Linked DNA regions of Mus musculus: all the other regions are linked to region 1. A link is a contact called in public Hi-C and promoter capture Hi-C data. All regions are on one chromosome and are shown on one strand. The core of a region is the stretch at or near the end of the contact, and the rest is flanking DNA. Distances in the headings are between cores, read along the strand shown. Region 1 holds the start of Rps24 (ribosomal protein S24). Region 2 holds the start of Dph3 (diphthamine biosynthesis 3). Region 3 holds the start of Spcs1 (signal peptidase complex subunit 1 homolog (S. cerevisiae)).

Region 1 (3,831 bases), core at 729-3,228:
GAGATTCACACACATACAAAAAAAAACCCAAAATATATTTTGAGATAGGTTCTCTCTATGTAACCCTAGTTGGTATGTTGGTGCTTGCTTTGTAGCCCAGGATAGCCTCAAGTTCTTGGCTAATCCTCTTATTTAACTTCACAGATTGGTGTGGTCATTCATAGGTGTATGCCACCACAGCTGGTTCAAATAGATAGTTTCTTTCTTTTTTTTTTTTTTCTCCATCCAGAGCTGGGCATTGAACTCAGAGCCATTGCATACTGAACAATGTAGATTGTACCCAGAGCCTTTGCATATTAGACAGTGTTCCGCCACTGAGTGGACCTACATCCTCAGTTCTTTTAAAATTTTAACTGGAGCCAGGATCCAGCCATGTCATCCAGGCTGGCTGGATAAAAACCAGTCTTTTAAAAACTCACAAGTTTTTAAAAGACTCTCAGAAAGTCTCAAAGCCAAAAGAGCCACAATCCTCCCTTCCAATCCAATAAACTGCTAGGTGTGGTGCCCCACTTGGGAGGTGAAGGCAGAAAGATCAGGAATTCAGGATCATTCTTGGCAATGCAATGGATTTTTCAAGACCTTGCATGGGCTTCGAAGGTCTGGTTTTAAAGAACCTAAAGCCTCACACACGAAAAACCTTATGAAAAAGTCACTAGCAACTCGTGGTGTCACGTCAATGCAATAGGGGTGAGTAGTTAAGGTTTCTGCTATTTCCCTGGTGTAAAGCAGGGATGCTGACTGAAAGGCCTTTTTTTTCTCATTAATTAATTTATTTACTTTACGCCCTGATCAAAGCCCCCACCCCACCCCGACCCCAATGGCTTTCTTAAATGCCTTCAAGATGAACTTTTTTGGAGACAAGTTTTACTTTATTTTATTCTTTTTTTTTTTTTGGTTTCTCGAGACAGGGTTTCTCTGTGTAGTCCTGGCTGTCCTGGAACTCACTTTGTAGGCCAGGCTGGCCTCAAACTCAGAAATCCACCTGCCTCTGCCTCCCGAGTGCTGGGATTAAAGGCATGTGCCACCACGCCCGCCCGGCACTTTATTTTATTCTTGAGTCAGCGTCTCACTGTGCAACCCTGATTGACCCAAAACTCTTTGTAGGCCTCAAACTCAGAGATCTGCCTTCCTCTACCTCTTAGGCCCTGCTTAGTGGAAACAATTTAAACCAACTACCTGCCTCTAAGATTTAAACTAGTGGTTCTTAGCCTTGCTAACGCTGCGGCCTCTTACTACAGTTCCTCATATTGTGTTAACTCTTGACTATAAAATTATTCCTGCCGGGCAGTGGTGGCGCACGCCTTTAATCCCAGCACTTGGGAGGCAAAGGCAGGCGGATTTCTGAGTTCAAGGCCAGCCTGGTCTACAGAGTGAGTTCCAGGACAGCACAGAGAAACCCTGTCTCAAAAAACCCAAAAATAAATAAATAAATACTTAAAAAATAAAATTATTCTCGTTGCTACTTAATTGTAATTACTTAATTGTAATTAATTTGCTGTGATTTTGACTTGTAATGTAAATATCTGTTTCCTGATGGTTTTGGGCAACCCTTGCAAAAGGGTCGTGACCCTTTGGCTGAGAACCGCCGATTTAAACAAATGACATTGAAAGCGAACTTTACTGGGTGAAGTAGCGCACATTTCTCAAATCCAACGTGCCTGGGAGGCAGAAGCAGGCCGTTCTCTTGAATTCGAGGTCAGCGTGATCTACAGCGATAGTTTCAGGGCAGCCAGGGCTATATAGTGAACTCCTGTTTCAGAAAACAACAAAATACAAATGCAGGACGGAAAAGAAGGGAATGGGAAATATACACGCGATTGTGTAACCATACATCAATTTGAGTGGATCCAATTCAGGCCAGCCAGAGCCCAGGTCTGGGGCGTGGCTAAGGGCTAGCGAGGCGTGGCTTCAAGTACTTTCGGTCAGGCATTGCTGTAGTCTACCCCAAGGCCTTAGCCACGCCCCCGCGCTGGGGTCCTTCCTTGCGCGTTGATATGATTGGTCGGCAGTGAGCGGTCCTCTTTTCCTCCTCTCCAGCTCCGGCGCCGTAGCCATCATGGTGAGTCTCCTCGGGCTCTCAGCACTATCCGTCGCTTATCCGCGCCATCCCTGCCTGTTCGGGGACCCCACTAGAGCTGCAGCCATCCGGGGCCCACTTACTCTGCTCCGGCCTGCCTCACGGAGGCCGGTCGCCCGGGGTCGCCGAGTCGCGGCTGTCCGGCACCGCCGTCCGGAACACGCCGGGCTTTGGGCTCCCGGGCCTCGGCTATGGAAACCCCTGTGGAGCTTCAGGGGCACGAGTGAGGCGGGCGCTGGCGGGCCAAGGTGACGAAGGCGCCTCCGGCTCTTGGGCCAGCGGACTGAGCGGTGGAGCAGAACTTGGGTGCCTCGGGGACCGCCAAAAAGTGGCCTTGTCCACTTCTCTGAGGCGGAGGACTGAGCCTTCCGCCACGCGCGGGCTGTTCTTTGACTCGTGCATGGTGCTATCGAGGTGACTTAATCCCGATTCCTCGAGTCGAGCTCGGAAGGCAAGCAGCCATGTGCAAGCTGCCGATTTGAGTTGATCTCTGCTAATTTTCGTGTCTGTTTAAGCTCGCTGAATGCCAGCTACTGCGGTACTTACTCTAATTAGGGAAGAAGTTGGCGAAGTCCTGTGTCTGGGTAGCCACTGAGAGATGCTGGGAACCACTGAGACTTCTCTCTCCAAGCACTAGAGGCATTGGTTGCAGCATGTAGAGAGTCCTGGTGGTGTCCAGTGTCAGGTGATCAGGGATTCTCAAATCAATATGTGAGATCACAAAATCAGTAGTACTTCAAATGATAGCCATAATCTAAAGTGAAGTTTGGATGACGTGAGAGAAAATGAGTTGTTTTATGGTAGTTTATGAGGCGCTGTCGCCTGCTTTGGGGCTTTTTTGCCTTTTCTTTCCTTTATAGCTTGTCCCCAATTCCTGCCTCTTTCTAGACTGCATTGCTAGTAATTGCTGAAAGGCCAGAGCAAAGGCAAGACGAGATTTTTAACATCTTACTGACTTGTGTGTTACCTGCAGAATGACACAGTAACCATCCGGACCAGGAAGTTCATGACCAACCGTCTGCTTCAGAGGAAACAGATGGTAAGGATCAGAGTCAAAATGTGGTCTTTGTGTCTGCTTTTGAAGATGTAGTTAACTTGTAAGGAGTACTGACTCTTACACCTCTTTATAGGTCATTGATGTCCTTCATCCTGGGAAGGCAACAGTACCAAAGACAGAAATTCGGGAAAAGCTGGCCAAAATGTACAAAACCACACCAGATGTCATCTTTGTATTTGGATTCAGAACCCACTTCGGTGGTGGCAAGACCACTGGCTTTGGCATGATCTATGATTCTTTAGATTATGCAAAGAAGAATGAGCCTAAACACAGACTGGCAAGAGTAGGTATCTTATTCTTTAATGGATACATGCCTGTAATCCCAGCCTGGACTGAGTTAGGATGGCAAGTTAGATTTTGTTTTCCAGTGTATATTGGGATACAATAAGCAGTTTGGGCCAAACTTGTGGTGTTCTACCTACCCACTAGCCCATCTCCATGCAGTTTCTCTGGCCTTCTGAACTGGAACTTAGCAGTCTTTACTGGGCTTTCTATTTCTAAGTAGTGGAATTGCAGGTGTGCACTGCCATACCTCACTGTTTTGTATGAGCCGTGCTGCCGTCCATGCCTAGGAAAAGTTGGTATCATTTAATGGGAAAGTTACCATATACAATATACAATGCACACATGGTACCTTTAAAAATGTACAAACTTCATGTAGTCCAAAATGGGTAACAAGCTTGGTTGATGGTCAGGA
Region 2 (3,831 bases), core at 836-3,335, 7.6 Mb after region 1:
AAGGAACATTCAAAGACTTTTGGTTTTTTGTTTGTATGTAGGTATGTACCCCACATGTGTGGGGGGTGCCCGTGAGGGAAGAAGAGGGCACCAGATTCCCTGGGGCTAGAGTTGCAGGTGGCTGTGAGCCACCACTGTGGAAGATGTAAATGGCCACTCCTTTTGGAAGCTCTTAGCCTCTAATCCATCTCCCCAGACCCAATAACACTTTATTTTTGTACAGAGAGCTGGTGTCAGCACTAGAACCAGAATCTAAAAGTATACTGAAGTTTAGCCCTGAGGTCATTAGTTAATATGCAGTGTCTCATAAATATCTTAGCTAGGGAGCAACCAGTTCCCAGAAATAAACACATCACAACTATCAAGTTTTTATATTTCAGATCAATATCTGGTCATTCAAATATGTAACCTCTTCAAAATGAGTAATAAAAAGAATGCCTTTGTGTGTTTCCCAACATATACCTGCAACAGTAACTACTTGTAAATGAAGTTCACACTCTGATCTTTCATGCTGGTTTATGCCAGCTACCACAAAAACTTTCCCAGTTACTACACATCCTCTACAGTGTGATTCCCAAGGAGTCAGTCCCTAGTCTGTCCATTGTTCTTTGCTCCATAAACCATTTTAAAATAAGAATGAATCATTACATTTCTATTATTGTCTAAATTAACACCTGCTTCTCCCACAAAGTTCTGTGCTTTGGTCCAACTTACCCTATAGTCATTTTAGAATTTATCCTCTAGACTGTTACATTCTGTACTTAGACTCCAAAGCACTAACTGAGCTTTGGGTGGGAAGTAAAGATATTTACCCCTTTTCTATTGCCATTCCTAATGGATACAAAGGAACATGGAACTGTAACATTACATCTAGGAACTATATCTCAAACAAGGTAGATTCTGTACATAAGCTAGGCAAGCAATAAAATGCAATCTTCTAAAAATATCCTAGAGCTCTGAACAAACTAAATATTAAATACAAGAGAAATGTCAAAAGGAAGAACATCAATTAAAATAACCATAATTTTTCATTCCTGATTAAGTCATCAATTTTCATTACAAAGCAATTTCTTTATTGCCCTTTCCAAAGTGATCATAAGTTACATAAAAGGCAGATCTCTGTGAATTCAAGGCCAGCCTGGTTCACATCATGAGTTCCAGTATAGCCAGGGCTACTTAAGGTCCCTGTCTCAAAAAACAAACCAACACCCAACACTCTTCCGCCCTTTTCTATCAGACAGGCTCCTTTAGGCCCTTGTCATTAGCTCACACCACCCATCCCCTTTAACATATCCCTTACTTTGTCATAAATCACTTTTATAATGAGTGAGCAGCTAGGACACGTGGCCACATCTTCTCCATTTTCCAAATCTTCCTACAACGCAATCAAACAACATATGGTCAGCATAGCCTTTCGTCAACTTCCCATAAATCTCTCCTATGTCTATGGGCAAGTCTTTAGTTGGGTAACAACACAAAGAACTTTCCTCCCAAGTGTCATCTAGGAAAAAAAAACAGGGAGATTAGATTGGTTCGATCGCCTCCAAAACCCTGGGGTACAAAATCAAGTTCCCTTCTTCAAAGAAGCTCCCAGGGGAAAAAAAAATAGAAAAAAAAGAAAAACACTTAGGGGCGGGACTACGGAGAACAGCGCCCTTAACCCGACCCTGTATGCTAGACAGCCTAGGTTACTACTTTAGGGGCGGGGGTTCGGAAGAACACGTGGGTAACTGAGCCTTCCCAGGGACACCGGAAGCGACAATGCGCAAGCTCGAGGGATCGCCGGCGGGCCCTTTAGAGTACCTTGGTGATGGCAAAGTTATCCCCACAGGGGCAAGGGTAGAAATATGTCTCCGAGTCCTCGTCATATTGAAAGTCCTCGATCTCCACCTCGTCGTGAAACACCGCCATGGTCACCCGGTCGGCACCGCATCAGCTTGCCTACCTGCGCCCAGGCAGGGTAAGGCCCGGTCTTCCCGGTCCACCCTGGCGCAGGAACAGTCACTTCCGGACGCACAGGCGATGACGTAACTTCTACCGCCGCGGCCAAAAGGGTGACCCGGTCGCGGTCGCCATGGAGATAGCGCCGGAAAGATGGTGCTTCCTGCGCAGCAGCGTTGCGCAGTTCTCCGTCCACTGGGTGCCAGCGACCAATAGTGTGAAGGGCTCCCTCTCATGGCGGTTACGTCAGTCCGGGGCCCGGGGAGTTTGGGCTTGGGATATAAACGAGTTTTCTATGCAGGTGGAGTCTTGTCCTCCATAGCTGACTTCAGAGGACATTAAAAGAATTGGCGGAGGCTACGCCCTCTTGAAAGGGGGAATCATTGAGGCTCAGGGAGCCACACAGCGTCCTCTCCAGTTCTCGGCCCACAGCGCTCCTGCAATTGCGTTTCAGGCGACCTTGAACTCTGAGTGACTCTTGGCCTGTTATGAGTTCTTGCCTGCAGGTACATCACTGCCTCTCTCACCCCAGCCACTTTCTGATACCCCGGTTGTGTTGTAGAGAACCAAGATCTGCAAGACAGGGGCGAGTTCTAGCCATATTTTAAATATTCACTGCAGTGGTGGGCACAGTAGCTTTTAATTATTGGGGTTTTTAGTGGGCAACCTATATGTTAAACTTGATCTTGAGGTTCAAAAATCCATTTTATTCATCTTTAACATAGATTTAGAGACTGGGCATCTTGCCCAAGATTGCATACCTAGGCCATAACGATGAGCCTAGCTGTCTCTAAAGCCCAGGAACAAATTATTTATGTGAACTTTAGTTCTCGGTAAAAGGAATGGTGTTCCTGGTATTTTCGTCAGCGTGCAGCCTCTTCTTTGAGAAGCACGTTGTTCCGAGAGCCGTGCTGGGCTTGTTCCGGTTACAACCAGGGACTTTGGAGTAGTGCTAAGCAGTTACTCATCTCACTGGAGGAGTGCAGTGTAGTGAAAAGTAGTATGGCAGAACTGGATTCCAGTTTGACTTGAAGAGCTCTGGGGGTTGGAAAATTACATTCTTTGGTTCTTACATCCTCTTCTGAGAGTAGATCCTTTGGAATCTAACATTCTTTTGCACGAGAATGAATAGTTCAGCAGTCATGTATGACTTATGTAGTTTACATTTCTGTAACAGTGTTTAAGTATGTACAGTTGTGTGCATAAATTACCAATTTTGTGCATGTTTAAAGGACACTATATTTTGAAGCCTTTTTGAAGTGTGAAAACCTATGGGCAGAGAAGCCTTTGGGAGGAAAAAACCCAGAACTTAAGTGTATGGAAGGTTGTTTCAAAGATCTCCATTCCTTTTTTTTTTTTTTTTTTTAACATAATTGAAGATCTAAATAGCAATTAGGAGATCTTTGTAGCCTGTTGCAGGTTAGCTGTAGCCTGTCTGGGCAGAAGAGAAATGCAGTGAAAGCCTTCTATCTTTATGGGTATAAATACTTCCCAGGTAACCTCTGGGACACAGGAAGAAAACTGATTTCCAAGTGTCTGTCTTTAGTTCAGATGATCTTTAGTTCTTATGAGCCATTCTTGAATGCGCAGAAATGGATGCAGTTGTTGGTAGGGAATGGCCTGGCAAGTATATCGATCTGTAACCCCAGCATTGATGCAAGCAGGGGCAGAAACAGGTGGATCTCTGGAGCGCAGGGGCCGACAAGTTGGTGAGCTCCATATTGGGGAGGCTACCGGCCACACGAGGCTCGTAGTGTGTATAAGTTCTTAGGTCTTTTATTTAAAAAGCAAACACACAAAAGGCTGAAGAGCTGGTTCATCAGTTAATATCACTGCTGCTCTTCCTGAAGACCGACGTTAAATTCCTAGCACCTATATTGAAGTTAGTTA
Region 3 (3,831 bases), core at 703-3,202, 6.5 Mb after region 1:
GGTAGCATATGCCTGTATTCCCAGCACTTTGGGAAGGTAGGGCAGGATTTTGAACTTGGAGACAGCATAGTCTACATAGTGAGAACCCACTGCAAAAAGAAAACAAATGTAGTACAAGTTATGAAGTGTTTATTCATTATACACACGGGAAAGAAGCATTGCATACTTGTATCTCCTGTTCTCCATAACAAGCTTATGAAGAGATGGTATAAAATAGTCATAACTTAAAATACATTTGGATTAGAAATGAAGCCATGACAATTAGATCTCGACACAGCTGTGCTATAAGAACATAGGCGGTTTAAGCTCATGTTTTGCTTATGAAAGCAATTCAGCTCATCTCACAGGAAACAAAAGCAGGTGCTGAATCATGAAAGTCCCAATCAGTTATTTTTAGCATGCCTCTTAATTTTTCTGTCCCCTGATTTCTTGTCTTCTGTGCCTAAGTCTTGAACAGGTAACCACTTTAGGGGATGGCGGCGGTAGATAGGCCATGGAGGAAGTGTCAGCTAGATCAGAACAGAGAAAAGGTAGCATTTATTTCCATTCAAGGTCTAAATGATCATTTAGTATGTCTGATCCCCAAATAACCACCATGCTAAAGATTAACAAACTAATGAGACAAAATATGTCAGGGAGTGAGAACAAGCCTTAAGTGTTTACACATACAAGTTTTAAGAACTAAAAGAAATATGAAGGCTGCGTGAGCAAAGCGAAGCCCCTGGCATATTCATTTTACTGCCTAGAGGAGATGCAAAAGACAATTAGAAAGCTCTACACCTTTATGTAGCGCAGGCCATCGGACACAACTTAACATTCTACTTTTCAAATAATAGAGAACAGAAACATTAATGGGAAAGACGAACAAAGAGGTGATTCTGGTTCTCACTGGTAGGTCCAACCAAGTCTCCTGAGTCAGAAAACTTACGCTACTGCTAATACGCAAATACCACAAATAGCTTACCAAACAGGAGAAAGCAAATCCGGCCATAACTATGTAGACAGTCCACCCAAACTGTTCAGCCACGTACCCGTAGATAAACCCAACTATCTGAAAAGAAACAAAGTATATAAAATGCACTCAAACCAAGAGAGGCGGGGTTAAGAATTAAAAGTAATGCAATACTTACTGCAGAAAAAAGAATGATCCCCTGAAACATCTGTTCAGCTAGTTTCTGCCCCTTGTAATCCTAGGGACGAAAAAGAAGAGGACGAGTTGGTCCTACTGCCAAAGGACTGCAATTCTCGTAGGGAACTCAGCGTTGGCATAAGGCAGCATTCAACACCAGGAGGGCCCGAGAGTAAGGAAGCAAACATGTAATTTCCCAGGGAAACTTGGGCATCTTAACAGACCACGGGAAAGGGGATCTATTCTGGGGAAGAGAAGGGAAAGTGAAGCCAATCTTAGGAGTGGCTCCGGTGAGGGTGAGGGGCTTAGAAGTCGCTAGGCTCCAAAGAGAAGTGCGGGGGATCGGGGACGCGCGCCCTCACCATCTGGGTGGGCAGCGAACTCAGGTGTTCCAGCATGGTTGCTGAAGACCGATACCGACAACGAAACGGACGTAGCCGATTATTAAGGAGTAAAGTTTGCGGGGGTCGATATCGAGAGCAAGGCCGACCAGCCGAGCGTTTCACTTCGGCCGTGGCCCCGGAAGCGGATGTCTCCGAGGGGCACGGACAACCCCTGGCCCCGCCCCGCGCCATCGACAAGGGAGGTACGTCTCTTAGCTTTCCTAGAACCCTGTACACTGCTCACGAGGGCTGGGGCAGCGACCTGGCCGGAGCATCGTGCACCGGTCAGCGCTCCTGGCCGCCCGGAGCTGTAATTGCGGCAGGAATCACTTGCGGGCTGCGCCTCCCCAGTTTAACGGCCGCCGGCGCGCTCCACGTCTCCATAGCGACGGCCTTTACTCGGGGAGGACCCGGGCGACGGGGCTGCCCCGTGGCGCCTGCTGCGCCTGGCTTTCTGGCAGAGGGAGGCACAGTCAAACTAGGGGTTGTGGCCCTACGTGGCTGCTGCAGAGCTCGCCGGCCAGTGGGCCACGGCCAGAGAGCAGCGGACGCGGACGGCCCGGCGGTGGGCCGGGGCCTGGGGCCTGCGGAGCGAGCGCTGAGCTGGCGGGGCGGGCTGGGGCGTGGGCGGCGGCCACTCCTCCCAGCGCAGGTAAGGGCGACTGCGCCCAGCCTCGGAAGGCGACGATTCGTCTGACGCGGCTCTAACCTGACCTGTCAGTGCGTGGCGGGATCCCCGGAGCGCCTCACCACGTCCCCATCACTCCTAAGCGTAAGGAGGCTACTAATGATCTCTAGAGTTAGGGAAGATAACGAAGCCACATTCTCCAGGGAAAGGAGACTGCCTCGGAGAAGAGCTGCGAGGCCCAAGTCGCCCCACATCTCGTGGATTGAGCTTCCGTGCCCCTATGTAGAGGGTCCCAAATTCGGCCTAACTTTTTGGTTGCCGGTTTCCATGGCTCATTCCCAGGCCAGTCCCTCTTGGTAAAGACCAGCCAAGGGCCGGGCGTGGTGGCGCACGCCTTTAATCCCAGCACTCGGGAGGCAGAGGCAGGTGGATTTCTGAGTTCGAGGCCAGCCTGGTCTACAAAGTGAGCTCCAGGACAGCCAGGGCTATACAGAGAAAACCCGTCTCGAAAAACCAAAAAAAAAAAAAAAAAAAGACCAGCCAAGGGGTTCCCTTAACCCTGTCTTTCAAGGGTTGTGTATTTCAAAGCGTGAGCCCTTCCCTCATGACTGAGCTAGATGGGGTGCCGAATTCAGACAGACCATTCTGGGGATCCCATCCTCTGGGGCCCGCTGCCTCTGTGGACTCTGCTGTGCATGCAGTCAGGCACAGATGGCGAGATGCTAGACACTCTAGACTGGGAGGTGAGTAGCCGATGCCAGCATCTACACATCCATGGAGCTACCAACCCATTAGTTAGTTAGTTAATTTTGATTAGCACAGTTGTGACTTAGAACTTGGAAACTTGGAGTGTGTCAAGGAAGATGTCCACATCACTCCAGTAATGTGACTATTGAATTAGCTGCGGGGGGAAAGCACCTATGTGATAGAGCTCTGGAAAGTGTAACCTGGGCTTTGGGGACGTTTCCTGATCGTGAAAGACAAGTGGGGCATAGCCAGTTAAGTGTGTGAAAATGTCCAAGTGTTCTTGTGCTTTGACACCATTCAGAAAAGTACAGACCCCCTTGACACTTCGGACCTTAGAGCCAGTACAATGAAAGACTACAACAATCTTCAAGGGTCTTTTTTCTTTTCTCCTTCCCTACACTTTCCTTAGTACATATGAATAGGCTCTCATTCCTCAGGGTTGTATCTCTACCAGTGCACTTCATAGGACGGGAGTTTGTTTTACAGACCATATAGTATTTGAACTATAAAAAGATGGAAAAACAAAATGGTTTTGCCTTGTTCCTTTTGACCCAACAGCTCCATAGGAATCTCATGCTTTTCCATATTCTGGAATTTAATGTTAGTGATGATTAAGATTGCAGTAAGAGCTCTTCTTTATTGGAGATCTGGACTCCTCCTGGATTAGCAAATCCAGGACTGTTCCACAAATGTCACATGCTTGCTGCATTTCTGGAAGGGATGGCCTTAGGTGACAGGATACAGCAGTAGAATTACATTTTCATTTAACTCCTTGTTTCTGTGGAACTTAGATTCACAGCTCACAGATGCACACATGCGATCATTCCATAACTGGGAAGGAAGAGTAAGATTGTCGGTGTAAGGAGAGCACAGAAAGATGCGATTGGTGACCTCCGCAAGAGCAGTTTGAAAATAAGACCAAACATCTGAGAACAGAGGAAGGA

What was found. Promoter capture Hi-C pulls out the DNA fragments that hold promoters and counts their contacts. Hi-C and Micro-C count contacts between places; a contact is called where the count stands out from the background.
Region 2: a Hi-C map of CD4 T cells shows a contact between it and region 1, with 4 times the contacts expected there. The contact joins the promoter of Dph3 here to the promoter of Rps24 in region 1.
Region 3: a promoter capture Hi-C map of pre-B cells shows a contact between it and region 1, with 3 times the contacts expected there. The contact joins the promoter of Spcs1 here to the promoter of Rps24 in region 1. A contact is called at or near these places in 2 of 39 promoter capture datasets (cranial neural crest and pre-B cells) and 3 of 484 Hi-C or Micro-C datasets (CD4 T cells, memory CD8 T cells and natural killer cells).

Annotation. Positions count from the first base shown.
Region 1 is chr14:24,488,700-24,492,530 of GRCm38.p6, forward strand. Rps24 (ribosomal protein S24) reads left to right here and starts at 1,979. Exons shown (of 6, transcript NM_011297.3): 1 at 1,979-2,059; 2 at 3,051-3,116; 3 at 3,208-3,417. The coding sequence starts at 2,057.
Region 2 is chr14:32,083,607-32,087,437 of GRCm38.p6, forward strand. It overlaps Dph3 (diphthamine biosynthesis 3), which reads right to left and starts at 2,086. Exons shown (of 3, transcript NM_172254.4): 1 at 1,804-2,086; 2 at 1,301-1,375. The coding sequence starts at 1,911. Oxnad1 (oxidoreductase NAD-binding domain containing 1) reads left to right here and starts at 2,122. Exons shown (of 8, transcript NM_145460.2): 1 at 2,122-2,447.
Region 3 is chr14:30,999,714-31,003,544 of GRCm38.p6, forward strand. Spcs1 (signal peptidase complex subunit 1 homolog (S. cerevisiae)) reads right to left here and starts at 1,953. Exons shown (of 4, transcript NM_026911.3): 1 at 1,492-1,953; 2 at 1,131-1,190; 3 at 965-1,051; 4 at 113-509. The coding sequence starts at 1,704. The coding sequence ends at 384. Glt8d1 (glycosyltransferase 8 domain containing 1) reads left to right here and starts at 1,720. Exons shown (of 10, transcript NM_029626.2): 1 at 1,720-2,284.